2 separate regions of the Mus musculus genome follow, and region 2 is linked to region 1. The links are chromatin contacts, called in public promoter capture Hi-C maps. All regions are on one chromosome and are shown on one strand. Each heading gives the region's core, a stretch centred on a gene start, on an enhancer-like site or on the middle of the called end of the contact. The rest is flanking DNA. Distances are from core to core; before and after follow the strand shown. Region 1 holds the start of Spaca3 (sperm acrosome associated 3). Region 2 holds the start of Ccl1 (chemokine (C-C motif) ligand 1).

The links. Promoter capture Hi-C pulls out the DNA fragments that hold promoters and counts their contacts.
Region 2: a contact with region 1 is called in a promoter capture Hi-C map of stem cell-derived epiblast-like cells, with 6 times the contacts expected there. The contact joins the promoter of Ccl1 here to the promoter of Spaca3 in region 1. A contact is called at or near these places in 6 of 39 promoter capture datasets (the 3T3-L1 cell line, hippocampal neurons, liver and 2 more) and 1 of 115 datasets of contacts at active chromatin or transcription factors (embryonic stem cells).

What each region holds. Positions count from the first base shown.
Region 1 is chr11:80,855,142-80,860,496 of GRCm38.p6, reverse strand. It overlaps Spaca3 (sperm acrosome associated 3), which reads right to left and starts at 2,108. Exons shown (of 5, transcript NM_029367.1): 1 at 1,976-2,108. It overlaps 4930507D10Rik (RIKEN cDNA 4930507D10 gene), which reads left to right and starts at 2,197. Exons shown (of 3, transcript NR_110449.1): 1 at 2,197-2,369.
Region 2 is chr11:82,176,703-82,182,057 of GRCm38.p6, reverse strand. Ccl1 (chemokine (C-C motif) ligand 1) reads left to right here and starts at 2,246. Exons shown (of 3, transcript NM_011329.3): 1 at 2,246-2,389; 2 at 3,925-4,039; 3 at 5,147-5,355. The coding sequence starts at 2,314. The coding sequence ends at 5,234.

The DNA of each region.
Region 1 (5,355 bases), core at 859-3,358:
ATCCAAATTTCTGAGAGGGATTCACCACTGCTTCCCTGTTCCTTCATCTTGTCTTTTCTTCTTGTTTTGTTTCAGTTTTTTGTTTGTTTTTTCTTTTCTTTTCTTTTCTTTTCTTTTCTTTTCTCTTTCCTAGTTTTGGAGATCAAATCCCAGGTCTTTCACAGGCTGACGAAGAGCTCCACCACTGGCCTATACCACTGATCCCTTGGTCCCTGTGTCCATTCTGTTTTGAGACAAGATCTTGCCAATTGCCCGAGCTGACTTAATAATCTTCCAGTCTTGGCTCCATGAGTTGCTGGAATTACAGGTGTGCACCACTATACCTGGCTCTCCCTTGTTTGCTAATCTGGAGTCACAAGTTTCCCCACCACCCACCTGAGACCTCTGGTGATGGACCTTGGGGACATTCCTACTGCCAGTCACATCCCTGTTGAAATCAGGGTTTTGCTGGTTCCCACAGTACCCCCTTCATCCAGGCTCCCTCCTCCCTGACTATTTTTCCTGCATTGCATAACCCAATTCTGACCCAGTCTTAAATGTTGAGATGTTTTCCAGTTTCTACCCTAAACCCTCCTCTTCCACATCAGGAAGGCCTAGGATGCCCCTGCTGTTAACAGCAAATGCAAGGTAATGGCCTCTTGTAGCATTTTTTTTTCCTGAAAAAGAGCCCCGAACACCTCTTGTCAGTTCCTACCCCACAGTCACCTCAAACTAAACTCATCTAAGAGATAATGTTCCCACCAAACTCCGCCCTTCTTGGTTCTGGCTTCCCTGCACATCCTAGAGCACCTGCTTACTCAAAGATGATAGGAATACAGATGCTGTCCTTGACTTCTCCAGCCTACACCCTCCATCCACCGGGAGTCAGTTAATGTCAAGGGCCTGTTGATCCCTCCCTCCAAGAGCACAATCTTTCCTTAAGTTCAAACCACCACCACGCCTTCCCTGTGTTTAGTCTTGACCTCTTACAAACTCCCCTGCCTCCATCTATCACATGCACCAGAATGAATTGACATGTAAGACCTGGTCCTGTAAAGCCAGCTTGTCTCTCACTTATACCGTCTGTTCTGGGACACTACATTGGTCACTCTTCTGGAGATGCCTACTGTGTAGCAATTTAGCTCCCTTCCCTCTGCACAGACAGCTCCAATTGATGCCTCAAGGATCATCCAAGGTGAGTCCCCGGTGAGGCTTTCCTGGCAGGGACCATCTCTCCAGACAGGTAGAGTAACTTTGTCTCTTTACTGGATTATAATATATATCAGCCCCCTGCCCCCAGCCAAGGTGACCTTCCACAGAACAGTGGCCTGGTCCTATTTATCTTCATATCTTGAAAGGCAAACAGAGACGCTGGTGTAGAGAGGTTGTTCAGTGGATGCTTCTTAAACTCAAGTACACTGAAGTCATGGCCACAGAGTGTGAGCCCTTCTCAAAGTACCAGGAGTGAGATAATTGTTACCTTTGCTGAGTCCTTCAACGCTGTAGGACTAGGCGCTTTGTGAGTGTTTCCTAACTTAAGCTCATCTAATCCTCTTAACCATTCAAAGAGCTGGGATTAATATACTCAATGTATAGATGAGGAAACCAAGTTCACTGCTACCCAGTGAGTGTTTGTGATATTATGGTATTTTTCAGAGTAAAGCAACTTAAAGATAACTTTATCCGGAGCAGTTCACAGCAGGTCCAAAGGTTTAAGGAAATGGATCTGGTGGTAACTCAGAGACCACAGACCTGCCAGCAAATGCTCTTATTCATATTTATTCTCTCTGTCCCCCTCCCTCTTCCCCCTTCTCTCTCCCTCTATTCCTCTCCCTCTCTCTCCCTCCCTCCCTTCCTCCCTCCCTCTCTTCCCCACTCCAGAACAAGATTCACCCCTCCCTCCATCTCTGATCACTACTTTGCTATTCCCTGGCCCCTCTAGCTAACAGCACCAGGACTCGGAGAGAGGGTCTCACAGATCAGGAGTCCTCCCTACCAGAGCTGAACCGGTGGGGGACGATGACAGCGGTGGCTGTGGCTCCAAGTCCTGATGCGGTTCAGGACACCCTTTGTAATCGTGCCAGTGTCCCAGCACGAGGCATTGAGAGAACACGGGAGAAATCAGACACGACTTCAGGTTGACCTCAGCCCTTCTAGAACTCCCTGGCCCTGTGAGCTCATCGTCCAGAACCAGCTCTCACTCACGGAACTTCGTCAAGATCACCTGTGCCCTTCAGTCATAAGATGCAGGGGCATTTTAGAGGCATCTATTTCTCCATTTCTTATTTGTTTTTTTTTTTTTTTTCAGAATCTTAGGTAGTTCAGCCTGACCTCAAATCACTATCTATCCGAGGACAACTTGAGACGTCTGATCCTCCCTCCCTCCCAAGGTGACCTATTACAGGAATGTGCCACCATGACAGATTTATGCTGTGCTGGGGAAAGAGGCTCAGAACTTCATGCATGGTGGGTAAACACTATACCAACTGTGCTATACCACCCCAGCCCGTGTCAAAGGTATCCAATCCCAGCCCTTCCTGGCCACCTCTGCTTACACACACACACACACACACACACACATACGCACAGTCCACCACCACCACCACAACCACCACACACAACACACATACATACCACATCACATACACACCACACACTATACATACACCACACATACCACAACACACACTGTACACACACATACACACCACAACACATACCACACCACAGCCACACACACACACACCCATCTCACACACTCACATGCATTCATACACACACATACCACATACTATATACATACCATACACACCACATCACACACCATACACACACACCACATACATTCACAAACAAAAACTTGTCTTACACATATCTGTCTCATACACCCACATGCACACACACACACACACACACACACACACACACACATACACACACACATACACACATACAGTATTTCAAAGAATGATTCTGCCCTCCCAACAGACATAGCTTCCCAAATACAACTGTATGAACCCACTGCTTCCTGCCAACTCATTCTCACCCACTGAGCTCTCTTTTTTTAAAAAAAAAATTCTTCCTTAATACTGAGCCACAGACCAACTCTCTCCTCTGTCTAGATGACAACTGCTCAATGTACATAGAGCCAGGGCCAACGTTACACTATTGTCCCTAAAGCCTGAGAGTAGATTGTGATACCCGTGTGCCCAGTGGAGCACCTGCCTGCATGGCATTATTAACCCTGCTCTATAGCACAGAGCCTTGGTCCTGAGCTCACTCCCACATGGGCAACAGTGCCTACCAGAGAAAAGAGCTTAAGCCTTCTCTTTCCTCAGTTCCCAAGTGGAGGTGATAATCCTTGCCTTACACGGAAGGTATTACATGAAATTTTACTGTTTATAAAGGGCTTAGGACTTGGGGGCTGGTAGCTCAGTAGATCGTAGCAATCACTATGAAAACACAGGGAAATCACAAGTGTTTAGCTGTTCCAAGGTTATCTTATCTTCCTGGCCCAACCCAGACTAACTCTGTTAGCATTGAACTTTCCACACCACCACCACCATGTTTCTTCCTTTTTTTAAAATTATGTGTGTGAATATTTGACCTGCATATATGTCTGTACCCCACATTTGTGAAGTGCCCACAAAGGCCAGAAGGTGTTAGATGTCCTGGAACTGGAGTTCCAGATGACTGGGGGGTGCCATGGCAGTGCTGGGAGTGAAACCCTGGTCCTCTGGGTAGAGCAGCCAATGATCTTACCACTGAGCCATTTCCCCAGTCCCACCAGTGTTTTGTTTTTAAATGACTGGGAGATGCATAGATATACACACAGATGTATATCTCAGAATAAATACAGTAGCTAAGTAGCAATGACAACTTTAGCTTGGTTTTTAAATACTTTTTATTTTTTGAAGGTAAAATGTAATTATGTCCTTTTCCTCTTGCCTTTCCCCCCTCCCCCATGTACCCCCTTTTGCCCGCTCTCAAATTCATGGCCACTTTTTATTTAACTGTTTATATTATAGTTGTAGATATATAAATGCAACCTGCTCAGTCCACAAGTCAAGTTTTTAAAAGGCCATGAGAATACTTAAAGTCGGAAATCTGTCCCCTCACGATTGTAAATGCACAATACATTACCAGCGCCTCTGTATAGTACAGATTTGCACAGTCAATTCGTCTTGCTTGACTGAATTCTAATGCCTGTTACCTGGTAACTCCCAGATTACCCCTCCCTCAGGCCCGTTCCACTCTTGGACTCTCTGAATCGGATTCCTCTAGGTGTCTCGAGCACGTGAACTGACTTATCTCCATTAACATAGTATTCTCCAGGCCTGTCACTGTGTGTTCTCAGTTTTCCCCATCATCAATGTTTGTTGTATTTGATACAACTCAACCTGATATGTAAGAGGTTTCACCAAGATTTTTTATATTGCACTTCCCTGCTAACTAGTGACAATGAGCTTTTTTTTTTTTTTCCTCTTTTTCTTTTTCGAGACAGGGTTTCGCTGTGTAACCCTGGCTGTCCTGGAACTCACTCTGTAGACCAGGCTGGCCTTGAACTCAGAAATCCACCTGCCTCAGCCTACCAAGTGCTGGGATTAAAGGCATGCACCACTACTGCCTGGCAAGATTTTTTTTTTTCAGATAGCTGTTCACAGAAATGTCTAGTTGGACAAGTATATTTTAAATGCTCACCAGGTGATTCTACTAGGCATCCAAGTTTGAACATTTATTCAGCAGAAGGAGCTCTGAACTTAAGCTCAAAAACCTAGAGCCTAGGGCTAGGGAAATGGTTCAGTGGTTTAAAGTGCCTGCCCCTAAGCGTGTGGATCTGAGTTCAAGCTCCCAGAACTAACATTAAAGCTGACCATGTAACACAGGCATCTATGGCCCCAGCACAAGCACGGCATCTATAACCCTGCACTCTTTCAGACTGATGGGAACTAGAACCAGAGAATACCCAGCTACTCAAAGGCCATCTAGTCTGCAGCAAATGGTGGGAATCAGCAAAGAGACCCTGTCTCAAAAGAACCCCTGAGGTTGTTCTCTGATCCTTCTATACACCACACACACACACACACACACACACACACACACACACACACACACGCACGCACATACGCACGCACGCGCGCGCTGAAAAAAAAAAAAAAAAACTTTGAGAATCCAGAGCAATGGAAAATGGATCCAAAGTCCTGCTCCTGTCCTTGAGTTAGTCTTGACAACTTAACCTCCATTTCCTCATCAGGAAGGAGGAGACATTACCCTGTCCTATTCACTCTCAGCTATAACCACTTACTACATCTCCCCAAAGTTTATTTTCCTCTGTTGGATGCAAATAATCATCTTATCTCCCTGCCAGGGTGGGAC
Region 2 (5,355 bases), core at 997-3,496, 1.3 Mb before region 1:
TGCATTTGGCCAGTTTTTATATACTCACATCTCCCCTTTCCCAAGACCCCGGGGGTAAAGGACCAGAACACATCAGCCTCCAAAGACAAGGACATAGAGAGGCAGCAATGGGGTAGTAATTTTAATGACTTTGTGGGTGGCAGGAAGCAGTAGGGGTCTGACTGGCATGGGTCCAGCTGTGTAAAGATCATGAGCTGATCTTATTCTTAGATACCCAGGGCTCGAGTCTCTGCCTCCTATGCCACCCCCATTCTCAATATAGCATCAAGCCCAAGACTTCCCTCCTCGTGAAAGTCACCCTCCCACCCTCCATACTGTGGAGATTTTATCTCTTGGTGCTTTGACAATTGCCTGGAGTTTTCTCCTCACAAGTACAGGCACTTGAGTTTTGATTCTGACTCTGAAATGGAGCCAAGATATTCCCAGTTTCGACAAAGCTCCCTCAGGAGTGCCAAGAGTCATCACTGCCAAAGGTCTTGAAAAGCTCATTCAGCTCAGACATGCCACGGTAGCACGGAGCGAGCCTCAGTGGAGAGATGCGGGAAGACAAGGACTTCCGATTGCCATCCAGGCACAGGGGCTTAAAGGAGGCTGAGATTTGCCCGCAGGGGTTGGCAAATGACTTTTATTGGAGGAAGGGTGTTTGAAATGAGCAGATTGGGCACAGAGGGAGTTGGCTGGGAAGGTGGTCAGGTCGATGTTACAGTAAGGATGAGATGGTGGATATAGGAGAGCAAAATGGATGACTGAAGCTTGACTATTTGGGAAGAGTTCTAACTATCTAGTAGTTACACTCAGTTGGCAACAAACACTGAAGGTTTTTCAGTTGCACAGGCTAAGGTCAACATAGGTTAGCATAGCCAACCCACTGTGTATAGGCCCCATGATGCCAATGCCAGAAAGCTTAGCTGCTTTTTCTTGAGGGCCTCCTATGAGCTGCTTATCCCAAGTACTGCCCACTGCATATACTGTTTTTATCTGGCTGCACAACCCCATCTGCATCTACATCCCATGCTCTAGCTTTCTCCATGATGCTGAGTGAAGGGTGTTCCTCTGTACTTGGCTTTTCCAGACTCCTTCCCCTGCCTGACGTGCTGTCTTCACAGCAGCCTGCAGGACATGGTACTTATAGAACACTGTCTGGAAAGGGTCCTCTGAAGTCCCTGGGTGTCCCCAACATTCTCCTGTGCCCCCCACATGACAGATCTGTCTTGAATGAGCCGTTGTTGTGTTGGATGGCTCTCCATGGCTTGTCTATAGGTTGAAGCAAGATGGCTCAGGTCAGGCTTTGCCCCCATTGGCAATTGTCCCAAGGGTAACCAAGCAAGGGTCTGGATCAGAGTAAGCTGTGAAAGGGCTGGGGAACAAAGAAATAAAACTAATAGCAAATGTGTTGGCCAAACGTTAGACAGACAGGATCAACCTGTGGTATGTGTGTGTATGTGTGTGTGTGTGTGTGTGTACATGTATGTAGGTGTGCATACATGTGTCTATGTGCATGTGAACGACTTTGCTTTTTGAGATAAGTTCTCTCCCTGGCCTGGAGGTCTCCAACTAGGCTCAGCGGGCAAACCAGGCAGCTCCAGGGATCAGCCGGTCAGCCTCTCCAGCTCTGGGGTTACAAGATCATTCCACTACCCCTGCTCTGTATGCGGGTTCTGGGAATCAAACTCTGGTCCTCACACTTGTGTAGCAGGTACTTTGCTGACTGAGCCATCTCCCCAGCTCTGCATTTCATTCTTACCACCCGGATTTGAGATGTGTTACTAGTTCCATTTTGTAGGGATGTGCAGCTTAGAGAAGTTTGTGCAATGGCTGATTGGCAGAGCCAGAACCCAGACACAAGCTCCATTTGATGCAGATTGTACCTTCTCTGCTCTGTCCTTCTCCAAGGCCTGTAGCTGCTTTGAATGGAATGATGTGGGTTAGACAAGCTGTGTACGGGCCACTTCCTCTCTCTCTCTCACCTTTTTTGACTTTCCACTCAGCCAGGACAGCTCCCACGTATTTTGTCAAGAACGTAAAGATTGGTATCTGCTTCTGCACTTGGGGAAGTTCCCAAGGCCACTAGGCACCCAAACATACCTCGAATACGCCCCCCTCCTCCCAGGAGAGGTGAGAAAAGGAGTTTTCCATGTGGCCATTGGGTATGAGTTCCTTTTCCCTGGGACTCCCACCTCTTCTCCATGGTCTGGGAAAGCACCCCGGGCCTTCTGATAAAAGCTCAGTACAGGGTGAGGCAGGAGAGAGTTCTTGGCTCCACCAGACATTCGGCGGTTGCTCTAGAGAGGCTTGAGACAGAAACTTATCACCATGAAACCCACTGCCATGGCACTGATGTGCCTGCTGCTGGCTGCCGTGTGGATACAGGATGTTGACAGCAAGAGCAGTGAGTAATGGGGTCCTAGTGCTTGGGCCCAGGGAGGGGAGATGTATAGGCAGGCACTCTGGGCTGGGAACAGAGCTTACCTAGACATCATTGGCTTCATTTCTGTCCCTATCTGGAGATGAATGGCGGGCAGTAATGGGATAGGGACGCTGGGCGTGGAGGAAGGTTATGGACTGGGAGCACACATCTACTTCGTGGTGGGGAGCTCAGACCTGAAACCCATTCCTCTGATTCTTTTGCTAATCCTAGAACTAGGTGGCTGCAGAGACAGACCTGGGCCAGCATCCTCTTGATGGGGTTCCAAGACTGGCCCTGTTCTGGGAGGAGCTTCTCCTTCTCCTTCTCCTTCTCCTTCTCCTTCTCCTTCTCCTTCTCCTTCTCCTTCTCCTTCTCCTTCTCCTTCTCCTTCTCCTTCTCCTCCTTTCTCCCTTCTCCTTTCTCTTCCTCCTCATCCTCCTTTCTCCCTTCTCCCTTCTCCCTTCTCCTTTCTCCTTTCTCCTTTCTCCTTTCTCCTCCTCCTCCTCCTCCTCCTCCTCTTCATCCTCCTCCTTCTAGATGAAGTGGCTTTAGTGTGTGGAAGATAATTTTGATCCTCACCCTACAGACAACTGGAAGGGCCTATGGGGTTGTTTAAAACAAATTAGGATCCCTGAAGTCCAGAGGAGGGACTAAGACTGATTTCCAGTGTGACAGATGACAGGCAGGGGCTGAAGGAAGGACCACAGGAGTGAACAGCCAGATAACTATTATATCTCTTAAAGATGTTTTCTGTATGGATAAACTGGAATCCATGTTCTAGATTGTTCGGAAAATACCAACCTGAGGTCAGGGGACCTGCAAGTTTCTGTGAACAGCGAGACAGGAAGGATCCAGGGTTAGAACACAGGGATGTTGAAGGTGGGATGTGGGAGGAGAGCGTACAAATCAGCAGACTGGGGGTTACTGGTCCCTGAAAGAGGGGAGGGCCAAGGATGGGAATGTGGAAGATTGTGTGGGCGAGTGGACCAGCCACTTTTTGGGAATACCCCCTTTTCCTTCTGAGCCCTTGTGGAGTTCCTCACCCAGCCCCATGTCTGTGAACCAAGAACTACAATGTCCTGCATGCGATGGGATAACAGGTCCTCTAGGATGTGAGGCCAGAGCCCCGAGCTTAAGTACTAGCACAGTACACAGAGCCACGCACTTGTGCTGGGAGACTGGGACTGAAGGGGTTTGTATATGTGGTAGGAAGAGTCTCACCGTATGTGCAGGAGTGTGTGCTGAGCCATGGCTCAGGCAGGCTTGTGGTTTCTGTCCCCACCACCTGCTGGTTTGTAGGGTGCTCACATCTGACGCCCCTCCCCAGTCTTATGATTGTTGTCTCCATCCTAGAAATGTGTTGCTGCTGAGACAGAGCTGCACTGCAGCCCTCGGGATGTGGTCTCCATGCTTGAGTCTGTCCTAGGAAGGACTTGGCTGGTTTTGCTTTTTAATTCTGTTGTGGGTGAGAGGCTATGGTTGCTAATGAATGGTCTTTTTTTGTGCTTTTCTTCTAGTGCTTACGGTCTCCAATAGCTGCTGCTTGAACACCTTGAAGAAAGAGCTTCCCCTGAAGTTTATCCAGTGTTACAGAAAGATGGGCTCCTCCTGTCCTGATCCCCCAGCTGTGGTGTGAGTGAGCCACTAGCCAGGGGAGAGATAATATTGACGGAATTGAGAATAGTACACACTAGATGGCGCTGTTCCACAAGAAAAGGGAGTCTAAACCCAACCAGGCAATCTAAGGTGTAGAGTGACACTAGGGGGCGTGGGGCTTCCCAGGAAGGGGGGGGGGGTCCTGATTTATTTGCTTGAACCCCAAAGTGCCTATGATTAGATCCCAAGCTATATAGCCAGGAAGAAATGTTTAATAAAAGCACAACAGACAAGGCTGGAGCGTTGGCTCAGTGGGTAGTTTGGCTGCTCAAACACGGTGATTTGAGTTCATATTCCCAGCAGGATGGTGTGAGTTTGTAACCCCAGTGCTAGATGAGGCAGAGGCAGGCATAGCCTGTGTGCTTGCTGGCCCTAACAAAGTTCTGTGGGAGATCTTACCTCGAAATGTAGGACAAACAATCCACTAAGGAAGATTTCATAACCACCGACCCCTGGCCACCACACATGTCTATATACCATGAAACACACACACACACACACACACACACACACACACACACACACACACACACACTATACAAACACACACACCACATATACATATCACACACACCACACAAACACACACCACCCACTACACAAACACACATACCACACCCCCCACATACATCCCCACATACACCCCCTATATCACAGAAACACACATACCACACTAACACACACACATACCCCACACATCTCAGACCCTACAAACACACACACACACACACACACACACACACACACACACACACACAGTAGGCCCCAGGCAGACACACAAATATTCAAACCTGGAGCAAGGAGTTGTTCTAGGATTGGGACGTTTCGTCCTAGCTACACATCAGACTGTCCGCCAGCTCCTGTGCTCTGTACCACAAAGGGAATTCTAGTCTCCACGGTAGGCTTCAGGGGTCCCCATTAATAAGCTTCCAATGTAACACAGGCACGCCAGCTTCAGATCTTGTAAAATTTCTTCATTTACAGAGTCAGGAGTTCAGGGGTCCCTGGTCTCACAGAAGCAGAGAAGACTGTTACAGATTCCAGTGAGTGACCAAGGTCCTTGTCCGTGTCTTCTGTTCACAGATTCAGGCTGAACAAAGGTAGAGAAAGCTGCGCCTCAACTAACAAAACGTGGGTTCAAAATCACCTGAAGAAGGTGAACCCCTGCTAACCGGGGTGAAGATGAGCCACCTTCCCATCCCAGCACCAGAGACTGCAGTTTCCCTCAGTCCTCCACCCTCCCACTGCCGCCACCCCTACTGCTGCAGGCTCACAGACCTCAGTCATGTGAT